Regions from separate parts of the Mus musculus genome. Here regions 1, 2 and 4 are each linked to region 3. The links are chromatin contacts, called in public HiCAR-type and HiChIP or PLAC-seq maps. All regions are on one chromosome and are shown on one strand. The core of a region is the stretch at or near the end of the contact, and the rest is flanking DNA. Distances in the headings are between cores, read along the strand shown. Region 1 holds the start of Calb1 (calbindin 1). Region 2 holds the start of Slc26a7 (solute carrier family 26, member 7). Region 3 holds the start of Tmem64 (transmembrane protein 64). Region 4 holds the start of Osgin2 (oxidative stress induced growth inhibitor family member 2).

Region 1 (4,594 bases), core at 116-2,615, 620 kb before region 3:
AAAATGAAAAAAAAACCATTTCTTGCTAAATTCTCACACTTATTATGAATTGGTTATCTTTGCTCAAGATTAAGGGTCAAGGCAAGCTGTAGTTTCACCCCTCCCCCACCCCGTTCCCAGCTACTCTGACTTCGCAGCAGAAATTGGCACTAGAATCTGCAGATCTGTTCCTGACCACCAAGGGGCAGGAATGTATTTCTACCCCTTCCTTATCGTCTAGAAAAGAGAAGTTAGAAATCACACAACCAACTCAGTGGTGGAGGTGGGGAATCTGACGAAGGGTCTTGCACATCGACATTTCCTTTTAAGACCTATTAAGGAAAGGAGGATTATAGAAATATATGACTGATTTAAGATGATAGGGATTTTCTCTTTAGACACCCTACCACCACCACCAAACACACACACACACACACACACACACACACACACACACACACACACACACTTTTTCTCTTGACGCAATTTGGAAATATGTTCTCTCTCGCCTTTCTTAGTAGGTAAGCCTTTACTTTCTCCCACAAAACCTCTTTTATGAAACACAAGAATAGGTATGTCTTAGGCTTGAAGGGTCCTGCTCAAACTCAAGCCTACCAATCCAGCCTTCTTTCGCGCCTGCAGAAGCTCCTGGATCAAGTTCTGCAGCTCCTTTCCTTCCAGGTAACCACTTCCTGAAAAGACAAAGAGACACCCAGGTGTCAGATGTCTCTTTCTAAGTTTCTTCTCGGTTCTTTCCAGGACAACCGTCCTGGGAGGCTATGTACAGCCTGAGCACCGATTAATCAGCAATGAGCCGCCGCAGCGCTTAGCTTCCTAGGTGTAAAACTTCAACCGCATAAAGGGCATAGGAGGGTAGCAGGGGTGCTGGGGATGGTGTTTGAAACTTTTGGGGACAGGGTTTCCCAATCTTTGCTTCTGTCCTACCGTTACCGTTCCTAGAAAGGTGAACGCTTACAGCACGGGGATGGCGTACACTCAGTGTAAACTTCCAGGATGATGGGTAGGCAGTCAGGGGGAGACGAGATTAGACAGGGTGAAGGAAGACGGAAAAGAACAGAAAAGGATGGTTGGGATGAACAAGCACAGTCGAAGGGAAGAGCAGGGAAGGAATGGGGACGGGTCTTGCAAGGGTTAAAAAAGAAAATAATCACCGTCAGCGTCGAAATGAAGCCAGATCTCAAAAAACTGTGAGGCTGTGATCAGAGATGACTGCAGGTGGGATTCTGCCATCGTGGTGCAGCGGCTAGTTTGAGAGTGCGCGGAGCGCGAACCTCGGGCGAGAGGGCTGCGCAGGCTGAGCTGGGCGCGGCGCGGCGGGGCGCTGTCCGCGGTGCTGCTCCGTTCGGGCGTCCTCCGGAGTTCTCCGCACCCCGCACCCAGTTCTCTGTATTTATCCCGCCGGCCCCAGGCCGGGCCACGCCTCCTCCTGCCTCCTTTTCCTAGCTCCCGCCTCTTGCTCTCACCAACCTTCTTCCCCTCCCCTCCGATTTCTCTCTTCCCAGGAAATAGCTGGAGCTGGAGTTTTGGAGTCTAGGAAGCAGCAGGTGGTGGGGATCCCTTGCTCAGACTCATTTCTCCTCACATCCCCCAGGTTCAGGGAGGCTTTCACTCCTGAATGTTAGAGTAAAGCAACATACCTAGAATTGTTTGATTTTTTTTCAGATGGAAGGGAAAGCTGACTGATAAACCACGTCAGTGGAGATTTTGTCTACTTAGTATTTATCGAGGCAGTTGAGTATTTGAACAAAATCAGATGTCAAGTGTTAGTTTAATTTGATTAATGCATACGTTGCTGTGGTTAATTGTAACAATGCTTCATATTGCGCTAATGGAGACCATCACGTGGCTGTTTAAGATGTGAGCTATGCTTAGAGACAGCAGAATGCAGGAGTCTGCTGCTCTTGCTGTTGTTACTTTTTGAGCTTGAAGCAGAATTATTGGAATGTAGTAGAATTAACTTATAAGAATTTAAGATGTTAGGAAGGAAGTGATTTTATCGATGCCATTAGTTACTTGCATCTTACAAAGTAGAAACTGAAAGAAATGTCACCAGGCTAACCAGTGACTCCGTAGCAGCCCCACTCACTGATTTTACAGCTGCGCTGCTTCTATCTCTAGGTGAGGGATTTTTTTCCAGAAACTGGAAATCATTAGAGGTGGGAAAAATATCCGGCTACATGTTACAATTGGTATTTTAATATGACAAATACTGTATTTAGGTTTTCTTTTACGTAAGTATTTCTAAGTTATCTAATTGTCCATCTTTTGAGACCTTATGGTCTGCTGAAAATGAACCCTATGTGTCTGGTTACAGTAACACAAAAGCAAACCAGTGTGGTATAAACTTTCAAAACGAGCTCATGAAGCGCCACAGGTTTCACGTGTGTCATAGAATATGGAATTCACCACATTTGTGTTTCCTCCAATAGTGGGATTGTGAGGCAACCAATTGTCTTCTCCAGACAAGTCCTGCAGCCATGATACTCTAAAGTTTTCATGGATGTAAGTTTTGACTTTCATCACCTTATCTGATTCTCACACAAATCTCAGACTGATATTATACACAAAGCAAGCCAAACTCTGAGAGGATAACAAGGATATTGTTTTTACTTAAAAAGATTATGTGCATGCCCAGTTGTTTATATTTTCATCCATTCAGTGAACACTTATCAACAGCTTTTGGGTCAGGTACTTTGCTAGGTCCTGCAAGTAGTGCAATAAAACGTATTAACCTTACCTTCTGTGGCTTACAAAGGTAAAGGGGCATTTGACCCAATACACGTCAGTTACTTTTGTTCATATACCTCTTAATTTCCAGGGAAAACTGAATCTCAGCCTACCCAAGTCACATCCTCATACAAAAGTTTGTTCCTCGGTAGACACTTCCTCCATTAGCCCATGTTTACATAACATAGTTTTCCATCCTAATTGTAGACATTCCATCTTTTTTAGTGTTCTACTGTGACAAACAGCTGCAACAAATATCTTCAGATATTTATTTTAGATATACATTTTTTCCTGGTCATAGGGGTACTATTGTTAGTACAAAAGCATATATAATTTAAAATTTAAAGAACATTTCTAGATTAGTTCTTTTAGTTTGTATCAACTCAGATTAACAAGCTGTAAACATGGCATCCTCAACATCTTTGAATGTTATAGTCTTCAATTTCTTCAATTTACATTTTGATTTTCTTTTTTTTTTCATTTTGATTTTCTAAGGTAATATTTTTTCCTGGATAATTTTTTTTAGCAGAAGAAATGTAACTTCATAAAATACATTTTTCTCTTAAATAACTATTAGTCTTAGACTCTCATTTAAAATCAACATCTCTTTTTAGACATTTTTGGTGTCACTTCAAAATTAAATTGAGTTTAAGGACACTAAACAAGTGTGTGTTTCAGTTCTACAGCTCTGAAGTAACTTAAGAACTATTTCTGCCTTTTGCCTGCCGAATTTTTCAGTTCATTAACCAAGATTGGGAGGGTGTTATTTTTCAAATATTCAGGAACCTCTCTCACCTTCTAGGATTCTGGAAGAAGTACACACCCTTTGAATACTGTGATTGTTCCATAAGATTAAACTTTCCAAAAGCATTGCAAAGCACTCTTATGACTTGCCTCTTAGGCCTCATTACACAGCATTCAGGTGAACAGGTTCACGATCCCACGTGTCATAAGAGGAGAAAAAAAATCTCCAGCACAATTAAACTCTTTCCCATTTCATGTTACTGAATTATTGCATCTGTATTTAGACTTAGGCCCTACTGGCATGTACTGGCTAGTTTTGTGTCAACTTGACACAGCTGGAGTTATCACAGAGAAAGGAGCTTCAGTTGGGGAAATGCCTCCATGAGATCCAGCTGTAAGGCATTTTCTCAATTAGTGATCAAGGGGGAAAGGCCCCTTGTGGGTGGGACCATCTCTGGGCTGGTAATCTTGGTTCTATAAGAGAGCAGGCTAAGCAAGCCAGGGGAGGCAAGCCAGTAAGGAACATCCCTCCATGGCCTCTGCATCAGCTCCTGCTTCCTGACCTGCTTGAGTTCCAGTCCTGACTTCCTTGGTGATGAACAGCAGTCTGGAAGTGTAAGCCAAATAAACCCTTTCCTCCCCAACTTGCTTCTTGGTCATGATGTTTGTCCAGGAATAAACACCCTGACTAAGACATGGCAGTTCAAATCACTATGCATATGGGAGAACCAGAACCTTTCAGGTTGAATGAATGCTTTCTTAGCCTTCAAGGGGAAAAGAAAATGCTCAGATATTTTACTATGGGTTCAAGCACATGAAGGATTCCATCATGCTCTCTTATGAACATGTCCACACATAGGATTTCTAATAGATTAGTCAAGCCTTCTTGGGGAGAGACTCATGCTGTTACCTACTAGTGTTTCCTGAAAGATCTTACATCCCCCTTTCCCAGAAGTTGAAAGGTTTGTAGAGATGTTTTGGTAAAAGGATTCTATTCTTAGTTAGGTAGCTACCATGGGAAGTATGTTTCATTCGGGGTGCTACCATTTTTAAAATGAGCTGATCAATCAAATGTAGGTTATTCAGAAGAAAGCAAACATGGTTGAGAACAGTGAATTTACAT
Region 2 (4,641 bases), core at 1,978-4,477, 640 kb after region 3:
AATCTTTACGTATGTCTCTCAAAACCCAGGGAACGTGATCCAGTTTATAGCCAGCTTAATATTTCTCAAAAGACTCTGACCTCACTCAAGCCTGGCCCGGTTCCCTTATATGTCATAACGGCTTTGAGTGTGCTCAATGCCAGCCCCCCACCCTGCGAAGTCTCCAGCCAGGAGGGATGCTGCGTCACTTGTGCCTTCCCCCTCTGTGCACGTCCCATTCAGTTTTTCCTTCTCAACAATCCAGCTTCTATACTATAAAGAAAAGGACTGTGTTAAAAACAAGAACATTTCTTAGATTTTGAAAGGGCAAGGAAGAGTTGAGCAAGCAAAGACAAAAGCTCTCCCTATTTTTTTTTCACTTGTTTTCTCTCTGCTCTACTATCTCTATGCTTTTAGAGCACAGTGTGGCAGTTATGCTGCAACAGGCTAAGTGATCCTTGAGCCATTGTAGGAGGGCTATTGTATTCATCACTATCTAGTGGGTGATATGTCTGTAGTTTCTTCCAGTTGATCATAAGGAAAAAAGAAAATGATATGAATAAGCCCTATTTATAAAGAATTTACACTATGAGTGAGTCAGAAGAAAATTGTAAGATGAAGATGTAAAGCCAGGAGGGAAAAAAAATCATGAAAATGACTTCAGCTCTCTATCTGTGAAGGCTACTTGAATACTAACCCTGTAACAGGAACAGAATGCTGTGGAGCCAGGGAAGTGTTCATGGAAGATGTAGATTTTCATAAAAGCTCGTCCATATGTGGATGAATCTCAATGCTGGCAGTAAAAGATGTGATGTCAGTACATGGCAGGTCATTAACTCTTTCTTGCTGGAACACAAGTGTCTGGGCAGGATGGGATGAATTTGCCCTCAATGTTAATGAAATTCCCCTGTTCCTTAGCATCCAACTCTTTCTGTGTGACTTCATTATTAATTTACCTTCCCCCCCCCCCCGATAGAATGTTAGTTATACCTTTTTCCATTTCCTTCATTAAGTATCTCCTAAAGCATATGTAATACCTACACTCTCCTTCCTTTCCTCCTTCGCAGTGACCGATTAATGCGCACTTGTTGGGGGAGAGTTCATGATGAGCTAGTTGGGAGCAGCAGGCAGGACAGGAGAATTCCATTGTTTTTGTTAATAGGTTGGAATTTAACGGAGGTTACAGAAATTTACACATGTTAATGATGTCATTCAAATGATGTTTTAGGAAGAAGAGCTGTCCTGTTGGTCCATATCTGAAGGAGAAGACATTCAGAAAATCTTGTGATGTCTGTAGGTGCTCGCTGGACATTCAGGGAAGAGATGGCCCATATGGGTGGTATATAGTATTGAACATCAAAGTACCTTCAGTCACTGAAACTTTCAAATAAATGTTATTACTCCTGAATTTTATGCACTGGCCTAGTCATTTTGAGAATTTCATGTGTGTGAAGAAATTCCTCATAAAGCTCTCTTTGTTTGGCATTACTGATTACAAATAAGACTGATACTGTGCTGTGGAGCGAGGTTTAGACAGGCTTTAAATAGTGTTGGCTTGGAAAGATATGGAAGTTGAGCTCCAGATTTAAACGTTAGGATTTTTAGGAAACATTTATTCTCTTAGGAACTGTCTGGTGAGCCATTCAGTTTCTCTCTCTCTCTCTCTTCAGCCTAGGTTTGAATTCTTTTAAATTTCATGTTTATCTTAGGAAACTAACACACAATGAGTATGTACATAATTTTTGACTTTTGTGCACACATGCACTAAAGGGAGAGACTGCCACACAGGAAGGAAAGCCAGCCTACAGTTTCTTACTGTGTGCATTTGCAATTATCTCCTCAGGCTATTTTTAGATCACACAATAAGTTTAAAATGCTACCATTTGCAGCTTCCTCTCTGAAATAGATTCTTCCCCTCTCCTTCTCCCTCTTTGTTTGCTAGGGAGTGAACCAAGGGCTTCATGCATGGTAGGCAGTAGCTATTCCACTGAATTTCATCTCAGCCATAAGACTCCTCTACTAACCTTTAGCTTGACCCTGAGTTAGAAATATATTGAAGTGTTAGAAATGTCATGTCATGAAAATAACAGAGAAATACAGAAAAAAAATCTCACACATTCATATAAATGTATATCTCTAGATCTATTTAGGATTCATGGAGTTTGAAAAAAAAGTATTGCCAAGTATTACATATGTTACAAGCAAGGGACATATTTTTGAAGTTGAGAAAGTAGCTCTTTCTCTTAATGTAATTAATGGGAAAAACACAGCAGGAATCCTGTGGAGAATAAAGGGTCTAAGTTCTTACTGTTGTAATAGCTTCCAGCATCTGATGTCTAGTCTCTGGACAAACGGACATTAGAAAGCACTGTAAATAACTACATGCTTGCTTTTCTTTCTTCTGGCTTCACGGTTTTAGTTAGAATATTGGTTTTTGGGGTTAATTCCAATGGTTCAGACCATAATACAGACTTATTCTTCTGGAGGCTGTGGGAAATAATACTATAATAAAATCTTTGACAGTCTATTCTGTTATAAATGTAACACTAGCTTTTAAAAGAATGCTCTACTAAAAGTTATATCAACAAAAATACTATTACACACATACACACACATGTGCACGCACGTGCACACACCCGTGCCGCTTCAAACAATAGTTTTAATGATACTGAATTTCTCAATAAATTTTATTTACAATGACATAAGTGTGTTAATTAAAAACATAGAGAAACAATCAGTAAAAAGTGAATGAGCAGAGACAGGAAGAAAAATAAACTCTAGCCACAAATATTTGCTCATTGTGATACTTAAATCCTTAGCCCAGGAGATGAAATTTCAGTTTGTTTATAAGAACTAGCTAGTCCTTTCTCAGATGGCACAGTGGTTATCTGAATGTTTTTTCTATGAATGAAAACTTCATATTCCAGAGAATAGAATGACAAGGACTCATGTAGTCCCCTATCATGTTTCCGACTTTTATGGAATTGGCAATTTTTAGTGATGTTGGAAATATATACCTCACAAAGAAGTGTGGCTGTAGCATATTCTTTACAGAAAATCCTCTGGCAGTCGGGACTTCGCTTCTGCTTGTAGGAGACGCTGGGCTGGCTGGATCCTTCCTGGTTTCATTAGCATAGCCCAGCCCACTTCCACCACACGCCCAGAACTACCTCATTAACCATTGGGAATGCAGCCAAAAACATAAGACGACAGTGAATATAAAGGGAATTACTGGCAAGGGAGCTGTAACTATCTCACCACCGAACCTATTACTTTTCCAAGTTCAGAAAAGTATTACATGAACAGAAACCATTCCTTATTCAGATAAGAATTTAAGGTTTGAGTCTATAATTTTTATCTAGAATAATTAGCTGAACCACAGTAAGGCATACAGCTCAGTTGCATCCATTCGTGTTTCTGTTTCTCTCTCTCTCTCTCTCTCTCTCTCTCTCTCTCTCTCTCTCTCTCTCTCTCTCTCTCTCTCTCTCACATTTATTTTCTGGATAGCTTTGACATTGTAAACCACAGACGATTTGGAGCCTGGCATCGAAAGGAGGTGTTCTCCAACGATTTTTTTTTTTTCTCTCTCCCTTGCTTGAAGAAGTTGACTACTACAGGAGGGAATCTGAAAATCTGAAAAAATGACGGGAGCAAAGAGGAAAAAGAGAAGCGTGCTGTGGGGCAAGATGCACACCCCCCACCGAGAAGACATTAAGCAGTGGTGTAAGAGGCGCCTACCTATCTTGGAATGGGCACCGCAGTACAATCTGAAGGAAAACCTGCTTCCAGACACTGTGTCTGGGATAATGTTGGCAGTTCAACAGGTGGCACAAGGTAAGTGTGCATTTGGGTTTACAGTCTTCTGCAGAGTGGATGTCACTTTGCTTCTTGGATGGGGATTATGTTTGAGGGGTGACAGTGTAGCTAGTGAAGCAGACTTAATAAAATGGTTACTAATTTTAGGAAAATAAGCAGAGTAGATGTTTCTGTGTGTGATTTTCCTAATTGCTTTTAAAATTACTTGGCTTTTTTCTACCCCTGGCTAGGAGTTAAGCAATTAAGCAGTAACCCTTGAATGGAATTACATATTTTGCAATGTTAAATTTCATATTGGTTCAGAGTAATGGATCAGTGATTGTGAGAAATGAGCTTTTATGATTTCACTGTGCTGACATAATTTCCCACCTTCATCAAATCAAGCTATAAAACATTTCCTGTCCTGAATACAATTGCTCATGAGCCCAGTTAGCAGCACACAGTTACAGTTACCTGCTGTAGCCATGGGACTTGCTATAGCAGAGAACAAAGCTTTTTGTGCATGAAGGAGGCTTATTGCCAAGATCACTACTTGCAAAGCGAAGAATCCTGCATCCTCAGAGCTTGTGTGGACTGCACTGTGCGTGTTTAATTCTGAGGTGCAGTCCCCACAGAACTCGTGTCTCAGTGAGAAATATAACATGGTAAAACATCCCCAGAACAGATTTTTAAAAATGACACTCGTGTGTGTGTGTGTGTGTGTGTGTGTGTGTGTGTGTGTGTGTGTGTATGTGTACCTCCTTTCCTTAAAGGTATGTCCACACGAGTTTTGGCTGATTCAGGTAGTAATGTTCTACCTGTAGCCAGAAAAGGAACTGATTTCTCAACTTCCCAGCTTTAAAGGTT
Region 3 (4,252 bases), core at 907-3,406:
GAATGGAAGATACCTGGAGAGAGCCTAGAATAGCAGTTGTCACATACTATGTAGACAAGAAAAGATGCAGGTTGTGCCAGAGACAGATCACACCACCAGAATTAAAACTATACATGCTCCTAATCCTCCATCATATTTCCAAGCCTTGGTACAGCTGATCTATTATAAGGCTGATCAAAGTTTATGTTCATATTTCACAACATGAAACAATAAAAGCTGAGAAAGGCTGAGGCCAAACTTACTGCTATCTCTCAATACATGCAGTTTCCTTTCAGTTGACGGGTGCATACCTGGGAATCTCAGGTATGAACTCTAATGTGCAATCACTGAATGTGGGAAACCCATTCAGTCTTTTTTCTGGAAAGTCAAAGCTGGGCATGGGGATTCATGTTTGTAATACAGCACTAAGGGAGGTTGAGGCAGGAGAATCACTGCCAGTCTAGGGTCAGCCTGAGCTACTCAGTGAGTTCTAGGATAGCCTGGGCTAGAAAACAAAACATAGTCGGATTAGGTTTCATAATTTGTCCTAAGGCCATAAAGTTCCCATCAAGTGGTTGCCACCTCACCAGCAATGATTTATACCTTTAACTCAGGTGCATCCTCGCTATAGAAGCCTACACAGAATAAACTAAACCTCTGACCATAAGTGCAAGAGTCTTTAGATAATGTGTGTAAGAAGAGCCGGTGCTCATTTTGTTTTTATGAACCACCCAGGTGACTTCAAATAGAGTTCTAAACAAAGATAAACAGGATTCTCAGCTTTTCCAAGACAGCAAACTACTTTTAAGAAGCTTACTACAAATTTAGGAAACTCCAAGAACTTGGGGTCTACTGCTGTCTCCTCCTCCACTGTTAAAAACAAAAGCGATCCATGCTCCAATATAACCAGAAACCTGAATCTGAACCCTGCTGCATTTATGCAGGGCAGAGAGAAAGCTGGGGAAGTCAAGTCACAAAGCTTTATGGCTCAAGAGCTACCAAAGTACTTTTTTTTTATCAAACTCATACACAAACACACGCACGGGGGGGGGGGGGGGGGATAGTTCTTTATCAGGTCTTCCAAGGGGCTGTGTTATATGAATTTGTAGTGTAATTTTTTTCAGGGTGCCATAAAAATGTCAATGACTCTTCTGTCATACAGAGCGCCTCCTAGGGTGGTCACAAGGCCTCTAAAAGACAAATTTGGAGAGAGCACGAGAAGGAGGGGCCAGGGGGACCCCACTTACCGAAAACACTGCATTCTGAAGCCCAAAAGGTATGGGAGTCAGCCGGGCCAGCGCCACCACCTTCAGGCCGCTTCCTCCCTCCACGACGCGGATAACGGCGCTCAGCTTGTCGCTGTTCTGGATCCTGGCAGCCACCCAGGCGGTGAGTAGCCGCTTGCAGACCACATGAGCGATAAAGGTGCCAATGAGGACGCCCACCACCATGAGCCCCATGCCTAGCACGAAGCCGTACAGGTAGCCGGCCGCCACATTAAGCACGATGTAGCCCCAACCGCAGGGGAAGGAGACCACGATGAAGCCCACGACGAAGAGCAGGACACCGAGCAGCGAGTCGAGGCTCTCCACCCAGAGCAGGAGGTGCTGCAGGTAGCGGCGGACCAGGGCCAGGGAAGCGAAGCACAGGGCGGCCAGCACGCACACCAGCACGAGGCTCCGGCACCAACAGGTGCTGCCGAGGCAGCAGCAGCGCCAGTTTCTCACCTCGGCCACCCCGACCACCACGCCGCCGCCGCTCCCGGGGCCGCCTGCCAACGCCCCGGCCGGCGCCGGCAAGTCCGAGGCCGCGGGCAGACCGTGGCGCTCCAGATAGGCGCCGAGCAGGGCGCCCGAGGCCGCCGCCGCAGCAGCAGCCGCCGCCGCGCTGGCCCCGCCCCCGCGGGGAAGGCGGTCCTCCGAGCGGTCCCCTCCCGCTGTCCGCTCCGGTGCCCAGCGGCCCGGCTGCTCCACGACTCCCGTCCGACCGGCGTGCTGCAAGGCCCGGGGCAGCGTGTGGGGCAGGCTCCCACCGGGGTTCCGCATGCCTCGGCCTCAGCCGGCCAGTGTCTCCACTCCCGCCGCGTCCCCCCGCCTGCGGCCTTCCATGGCACCCCGCACGCCAGGCCTCGGCTCCCTGCGTCCTCTCGCGGGGAGGGAACGGCCGGAGAAGGGCGGCAGCGGCGGTCGAGACGCGGTCCCGCCGGGAGTCGGTCGAGTCTGGACCCCGCGCCCGCAGAGCCCGCCCCCTTGGGCCCGAGGGGCGGGGCACGCGCAGAGGGGGCGGAGACATAGCTGGGTGGTCGGTCACGCCCCCGTGACGCCCGGCTGGTGCTGCGGATGAGTGGCGAGGTACCCGCGTCTCTCAGGCAACGGAGGCCTCGGCTGCCCGGGGCAGAAGAGTGAGGCGGAGGGAGGCCACGGGAAGCGGAAAGGGGACCCGGGGCTGCGCGCTCTCAGCTTCCACGGGCGCGCGCGTGCCTGCGTGTCAAAGACCCTTGGCCGCAGCTGCTGGGACTCTTGCCAAGTGCCTCTCTTTGGCTTCTGATTGACCTTTCCTGCAAACCAGCAGTGGGGTGTCGCTCTCCCCCAAAAGCTGTCTGGCGACTTTAGGGGAGGAGTTCTTATCTGTTCGTAGGAGGATAATTGTACCATCCCAGAGAGCAAAGTCTCCCAGTGGCTTCTAGATAACTCGGTTGTTTAGGAGCCCAGGGAATTGGTTGTGAAGAGCCACTCTTCAGAGAATGTGCCTTCTAGACCCTAGTCCTTTCCTGAATGCCAAGCACTGTGCTGCGTAGAGTGGAAAAGATTCCTCAAAAGACCTTTATAAAAAGGGTTGCTGTTACCAGCCCTTTCACGAGCTATGTATAGACTTATGACTGACCCAGTGCTAGGAGAGCAAGGTAAGGAATCAAAGATGTTAGCTAGAGTTCTTATCTGAGATAGTAGATAGAAGAAAGCCATTGACTTAAGGAAAATATTACAACTATGTACAAATGAAGTTGATGCATCAGAGTTGAGATGTCCATGATATCCACCCAAAAGTGGCATTCCAGTGGATGTTTGAAAATAGGAATATGGCGTTGACATGAATTATCACTCCTAGAAATTTTGACATTGATACACAGGCAACCGTTAAGACCATGGTTATGGATGACTGAATAGTAGTAGGTGTACTAAATATTCCCTGTATTCTCTACTCGGTCATAGTAGGCTGACTTCTATGTCCAGGCCTCGTGTTTGGGTCAGTCTCCACGATATATTCTGCCAAGTGACTTGTGACTAGCTTTTAGATGCTTTAGGAACCTTCCAAAATCCTTTCTCTCTTTGCCATTGTCAATTATTGGTGTTCCACAGAGTGAAGAGTAAGAATCCCAGTTACTTCTTGATGGAAGTATATAAATGAGTGAGAAGAAAAACCACGGACATGTGAGAGTTATATTATCAGGGCACTGTGATATCATCACTTCTGACTGGTGTGAATGAGAATAAGTCTGAGAAATTAAACCTTGAGGCATCAATATGCTACTTGGACCTTGTGAAGAGAATCCGAAAGACTGCCGAAATATTACTTAATATTTTATGATGATGATCATCATCATCATCTAGGCACTCCTATTTCCGTTTCTGCTCTGTCATTTACTCCCATACCGTACAGAAGCCTTGTGTTCGCTTCCAGTTCACATTGCAGACTAAAATCCAGATGCGGAGCCCTTAGCTCTGAGCCAGCTCTTGGGCTGCCAGCGCTCTGCACAGGCCAGTCTTGGATCAGTTCACCCATATTTATGCAGCACATGCCTATCCAAGATAACCATCTGTGTCCACTGGGCACAGTGCTCTGGCCACTGCAGTGTAAACTGTAACTGGACGTTTCCACTCTTGTGCCACTAGAATTTATTTCTTGTAGAATTATGAAGATTACATTTTACAATGGGAAAGGAGGCTTGCCTTGCTGCATTACACAGCATGATCAGCCTAAAACCCTTATGGGAAAATATTAACTCTCTCCCCTGGCCTACAAAGGTGTTTATGACCTCACCTGGCTGCCATCCCTACCTCACTGCCCTTGCCCTTCCCACACTAGCACACTGGCCTCCTAGCTCTCTCTTGCATTCGCAAGTCTCCTACTTGAGGTTGTTCACACTCTACCTCTGCTGACCTCTCTCTGGTGAATAGTCTTCCCTTGTCTCTTAGAAAGTCTAGTTTCCCTTTCCTTACTCATATTAAGCTCTGCAGGCCTCTGTTCAAAGATGACAGCCCTGATGACTCTCATC
Region 4 (4,596 bases), core at 612-3,111, 750 kb before region 3:
GTGGTTTCTGTATGTATCTGCACTCACACACTCATTTCTGCCCCATAACCTCTGTGGTTTCTGTATGTATCTGCACTCATGTACTCATTTCTGCCCCTCACACCCGGTACACGAGAGACCAAAAATAATTGTTCAAAATACATTAAATACAAACCAATGTAAATTTGAAATCTGGTGTTTTTGTTCTGCAACCATTGAAAAAACAATATAAATGAAAAAATTCCCTACAAATTAAAACAAAGACCTAATGGGAAAAGATGTATAAAGGGATAGTGGTATAAATATTAGAAAAAGCATAGTCTTATACATCACATTGCAAAAAACCACAGCTTTCCTCTTAGACAGAATAAGAAGACATTATTCTGGAGCCATTTTTAGTGGCTATAGGCCAGGAACAATTTTAACTACCCCAAATTCCATGTTCCAACTGGAAGCAGTTCTGTGAAGTTTCACAGAACAAGAAATCAAGGTAAGTGTAAAATCCATTGTTATAGTTTATTAAAGCACGCCAGAGAGACAGGTACAGCAAGATGAGGGAAGTGTTACTATAGTCTCAGGGTGTTATCTTATTGCATTCTTAGCTTTTGGTTGGTGGAAGCTAGTGGCCTGTTTAGTCAATAGATTCCAAAAAGTTTTTAATCTTCTAGTCACAAGACGTTAGTTCACACATAGAGTTGGACAAATAGCTAGTGTTCTGCAGTGCTAGATCTAGCCTAGATAAGGTAATTAGCCTCTGGATGGACCTGCAGCAATCCAAGCTTCCCACTATAATGCAGTTCTAGTCAATGTCTCGGCAGACGCAGCTTCTTCTTCCCTTTCTCCTTCACAACTGTTAACACATTAAACGTAAAATGAGCTCATACTGCCATTATTTTCAAAGAGGAGAAAAACAATTTTTAAAATCCGGTGAATACACCTTTTAGATATGGAATCCTGGAGGCACGCTGAGTTCTTTCTTTTTGAGACAGGGTCTCTCTACAAAGTCCTGGCTGTCCTATGTAGATCAAACTAGACTTGAACTCATGGAGATCCACCTGCCTCTGCTTTCCCAGGGCTGAAATTAAGGCATGGGCCAATGTTCTGCCAGGATGAGTTCTTTTAAAAAATGCAGACTCCAACCAACATTCTTAAAGAGAATTTCTTTTAAAGACATAAACATACAAGTGTTTTAACTGCTCCCCTCCGCCCCCCAATAACGGAGATGGGTGAAGGCGTTGTCGGAGCAGATTAATTAATTAATTAAGGTGATTAATCGCTCTGACAGTGTCCACCCTCACCTTTTAACTTTGGATAAATACCAAGTTGGATGCACTCCCTGTGCTGACTCAAAGACACCTGGAGAGACTCAAAACATCTTTTCTGGCCCAGCCCCTTTCCCCACTAGTCTCTGCATGGCTGAGTGAGGCCTTGCCCAGTCCGGGGAATGGTGGAGCGGCGCTCTTTAAGAAGGGAGGCTGAACATGGCCAGGGGGAGCGCCAGGCGAGCGGCCGGAGCACCTAAGGTTTGTGGGAGTCTTTGGGTGGCCGCGATGCGGGGGCCGAGGCCAGATGCACCCGAGACAGTGCGAGGACGTGAGCTCAGGTAGGTTCTCGCGGCCGGACTTCCCTGAGACCCGCAGGCCTGAGGTAGAAGCCTCCCCTCTTCTGCTCCGCAATCCCAAGAGCGGGCACCGAGAACGCACCCCGAGCCCCGAGCCTAGGCCTCGTGAGGACCCGGACCGCAGCGCCGCGGCCCTGCGCATCCCTCTCCGTGGACCCGCCCCTCGCCGCGACTCCACCAATCGGCGGCCTCGTCCACGCGCCGCACCTGGTGGGCGGAGCCGCGCGTCGCCGTCGCAGCGCCCGGTCCCGCCCCCAGCGCGGCGCTCATCACTCGCTGCGCCGCCCTGCCGCCGGCGGGGAGGAGCGGAAGCCGCTGGCCGGGGACAGACTCCCGCGCCTGTGAGCCGCGGTGCAGGCAGAGCGCGCGCCGGGACCAGCCCGCGGTCGGCCCTCCCGGAGGACGGCAGCCGCTCTCCATGCCTGTGTGGTGCTGCCGCTGCTCCCTGGCCGGTCATTTCAGGTGACTTTCCCCCCGGGATGGGTCGGAGCTGGCTCTGCAGCGTGTGCTCCTCGGCCGCCGCCCGCTGGGCCGGCGCTGCTCGGAGCTCCGTGGACCCCGCTCTTTTCTTGTCCCCTCTTCTTGTTCCTGGACCGCGCGGGTCACAGGACGGCGAGAGTGGCTAGGCCGGCGGTGAGTCGGTTACATGTAAATGGTAAATTTGAAAATCTGTGAAGAGCCTCCTTTGAATTTTTGATCTTTTAAAAATCTAATAACATAAGTTACTGGCTTGAAGGGAAGTGGAGAAGAATGTGTCATGTAGTGACAGTGGGTCGTGACTTACTAAGGTATGAGTGATGTAAAGCCATGTTAGAATGGAGAAATTTAGGAAGTGGCAGTTTTATACTCAAATTATGATGAAAGTTTCTTACGGTGAGAAAAACAATAGTTTCAAAGATGAATGAACGTATGTTCTAGATTCAGAACAATTGACCAACACTTCGGGGAATTACAGAATAAGATCAAAAGTACAAGAAACTGGATGGGATGAAATGTTACGTTTAGTAAGGACTCTGGGAACTGGCTTTACATGTGTGAATGTTACAGAATAAACTGATAAAGACTTGTTTAATAGAGGCTCATAGAATTTAGGTGAAACATTAACTTGGGTGGAAAGGATATTAATATCATTTCTAAAAATACTAACATTGCTTTCTTTACTAATGTGAGCCACAAGTCACAGTATTTGTGACTGTCATCAATACAAATCACAGAGCTTATTTTATGTGATATAGATAAATGTCGTGTGTATTTAATAACCTTCACAGAAGAGGTTAAAAAAGAATGTGAGGTGCAGAGAAATCAGACTCCTGCTGTAATAGCAACGACCTAGGTCTGCCCAACCTCCTGAGTTTGTAAGGAGACTTTAAATTCTAGATCTAGAAAAGTTTTATGCCAAAGACTGCTGGATTCTATGTTCTAGACAGATTGTTGTGTATGTACACATCGTCCACTTTGAGTATTGTAAAAAGCAGGCTGGAGTGAAAATTTGAAGCCTCTTGGGGAGCTACATTTCTTTTAGAAAATAACCCTCTGAAAGTCTCCTGACACCTTTGGGGTACTGTTGAGCGGTAAGGGGAGAGCTTGGAATTCTTACTCTGAGGCTATGTGGTAAATACCATCCATCCTCTTATCTCTGTGCAGAGAAATTTAGGGGAGGGAGTGAAAAGTGTTTGCTACAGTTTAGTGTTGGGAGAGAAGAAACCGTGTTTGCTACATTATTATAGTTAAATGTATCATTAGAGACCTTTTAAGAGTCAAGCTATAAGAAGTACTGCTTCCTTGTCTTCCCCCATTCATTCAGCAGCCTCAAGTAGCATCCATGTGTGAGTGCATCTCCATAAATGTTGGCCAGGCTGATGTCCAGATGGGAAATGCCTACTGGCAGCTCTACTGCTAGGAAAATGGCATCTAACCTGATGGCCACATGCCAAGTGACATGATCATTGGGGAAGAGATGACTCTTTGAGGATCTCCTTCAGTGAGACAGGCACTAGCAAGCATGTGCCCTGGGCAGTGATCGTAGACCTGGAATGCATAGCTATTGATGAATTGCGCACTGGTACCTACTGCCAGCTTTTCTACCCTGAGCAGCTCAGCTCATCACAGGCAAGGAAGATGCTGCCTATAACTGTGCCCCTGGCAACTACACCATTGGCAAGGATATCATTAACCTTGTCTTGACAGGACTCTCAAACTGGCTGACCAGTGTACAGAGCTTCAGGGTTTCTCCTTTTTCCATGGCTTTGGCAGGGGATCAGGCTGTGAATTCATCTCCCTGCTGATGGAGTGGCTCTCTATTGGTTATGAAAAGAAGTTGAAGCTGGAGTTCTACATTACTCAACCCCCCAAAGTTTCCACTGCTGTAGTTGAGCCCTACAATTCCATCCTCACCATCCATACCACCCTGGATGGAGCACTCTGATTGTACCTTCGTGGTAGATAATGGGGCCATCTGTGACATCTGTTATAGAAATCTCAACATTGAACACCCAATTTACACTAACTTAAATAGGATGATAGGTCAGACTGTCTTCTGTCACTGCTTCCCTCAGATTTGATGGGACCTTGAATGTTGACCTGACAGAATCCCAGACCAATCTTGTGCCCTGTCCTAGAATCTACGTCCTCTGGCCACTATGCTCCTGCCATTTTTGCTTAGAAAGCCTACTACGAGGAACTTTATAGCAGAGATGACCAATGTCTGCTTTTAGTCAGCCAACTAGATAGTGATCCGTTGGCGTCGTAAATACATGGCCTACTGTACGGCAGAGATGTGGCTCCCAAAGATGTCAGTGCTGCCATTACCATTAAGACCAAGTGTACCATCCAGTTTGTGGACTTGTGCCCCACTCACTTTTAAGATTGGCATTAGTTACCAGCCTCCCACAGTGTATCTGGCCAACAGAGCTGTGTGTATGCTTAGCAACACCACAACCATTGCTGAGGCCTGGGCTTGCCTAGATCACAAGTTTGATCTTGCGAATGCAGAGCAT

What was found. HiCAR-type assays count read pairs that join an accessible place to other places. HiChIP or PLAC-seq counts read pairs in DNA pulled down with a chosen protein or histone mark.
Region 1: a HiCAR-type map of astrocytes shows a contact between it and region 3, with 2.9 times the contacts expected there. The contact joins the promoter of Calb1 here to the promoter of Tmem64 in region 3. A contact is called at or near these places in 3 of 39 promoter capture datasets (cranial neural crest, hippocampal neurons and liver), 1 of 484 Hi-C or Micro-C datasets (cerebral cortex) and 1 of 115 datasets of contacts at active chromatin or transcription factors (astrocytes).
Region 2: a contact with region 3 is called in a HiCAR-type map of astrocytes, with 2.0 times the contacts expected there. The contact joins the promoter of Slc26a7 here to the promoter of Tmem64 in region 3. A contact is called at or near these places in 2 of 39 promoter capture datasets (maxillary cranial neural crest and second pharyngeal arch cranial neural crest) and 1 of 115 datasets of contacts at active chromatin or transcription factors (astrocytes).
Region 4: a contact with region 3 is called in an H3K27ac HiChIP or PLAC-seq map of thymic regulatory T cells, with 8 times the contacts expected there. The contact joins the promoter of Osgin2 here to the promoter of Tmem64 in region 3. A contact is called at or near these places in 2 of 39 promoter capture datasets (the C10 cell line and pre-B cells), 12 of 484 Hi-C or Micro-C datasets (CD4 T cells, CD8 T cells, LSK cells and 9 more) and 6 of 115 datasets of contacts at active chromatin or transcription factors (effector CD8 T cells, embryonic forebrain, extraembryonic endoderm stem cells and 3 more).

What each region holds. Positions count from the first base shown.
Region 1 is chr4:15,878,035-15,882,628 of GRCm38.p6, reverse strand. It overlaps Calb1 (calbindin 1), which reads right to left and starts at 1,365. Exons shown (of 11, transcript NM_009788.4): 1 at 1,152-1,365; 2 at 595-671. The coding sequence starts at 1,230.
Region 2 is chr4:14,620,364-14,625,004 of GRCm38.p6, reverse strand. It overlaps Slc26a7 (solute carrier family 26, member 7), which reads left to right and starts at 3,227. Exons shown (of 19, transcript NM_145947.2): 1 at 3,227-3,316; 2 at 3,581-3,813. The coding sequence starts at 3,621. It also overlaps a transcript of Lrrc69 not described here.
Region 3 is chr4:15,263,724-15,267,975 of GRCm38.p6, reverse strand. It overlaps Tmem64 (transmembrane protein 64), which reads right to left and starts at 2,156. Exons shown (of 3, transcript NM_181401.3): 1 at 1,227-2,156. The coding sequence starts at 2,024. Gm51436 (a long non-coding RNA gene) reads right to left here and starts at 1,219. Exons shown (of 2, transcript XR_003955370.1): 1 at 1-1,219.
Region 4 is chr4:16,011,153-16,015,748 of GRCm38.p6, reverse strand. It overlaps Osgin2 (oxidative stress induced growth inhibitor family member 2), which reads left to right and starts at 1,861. Exons shown (of 6, transcript NM_145950.5): 1 at 1,861-2,062. The coding sequence starts at 2,019.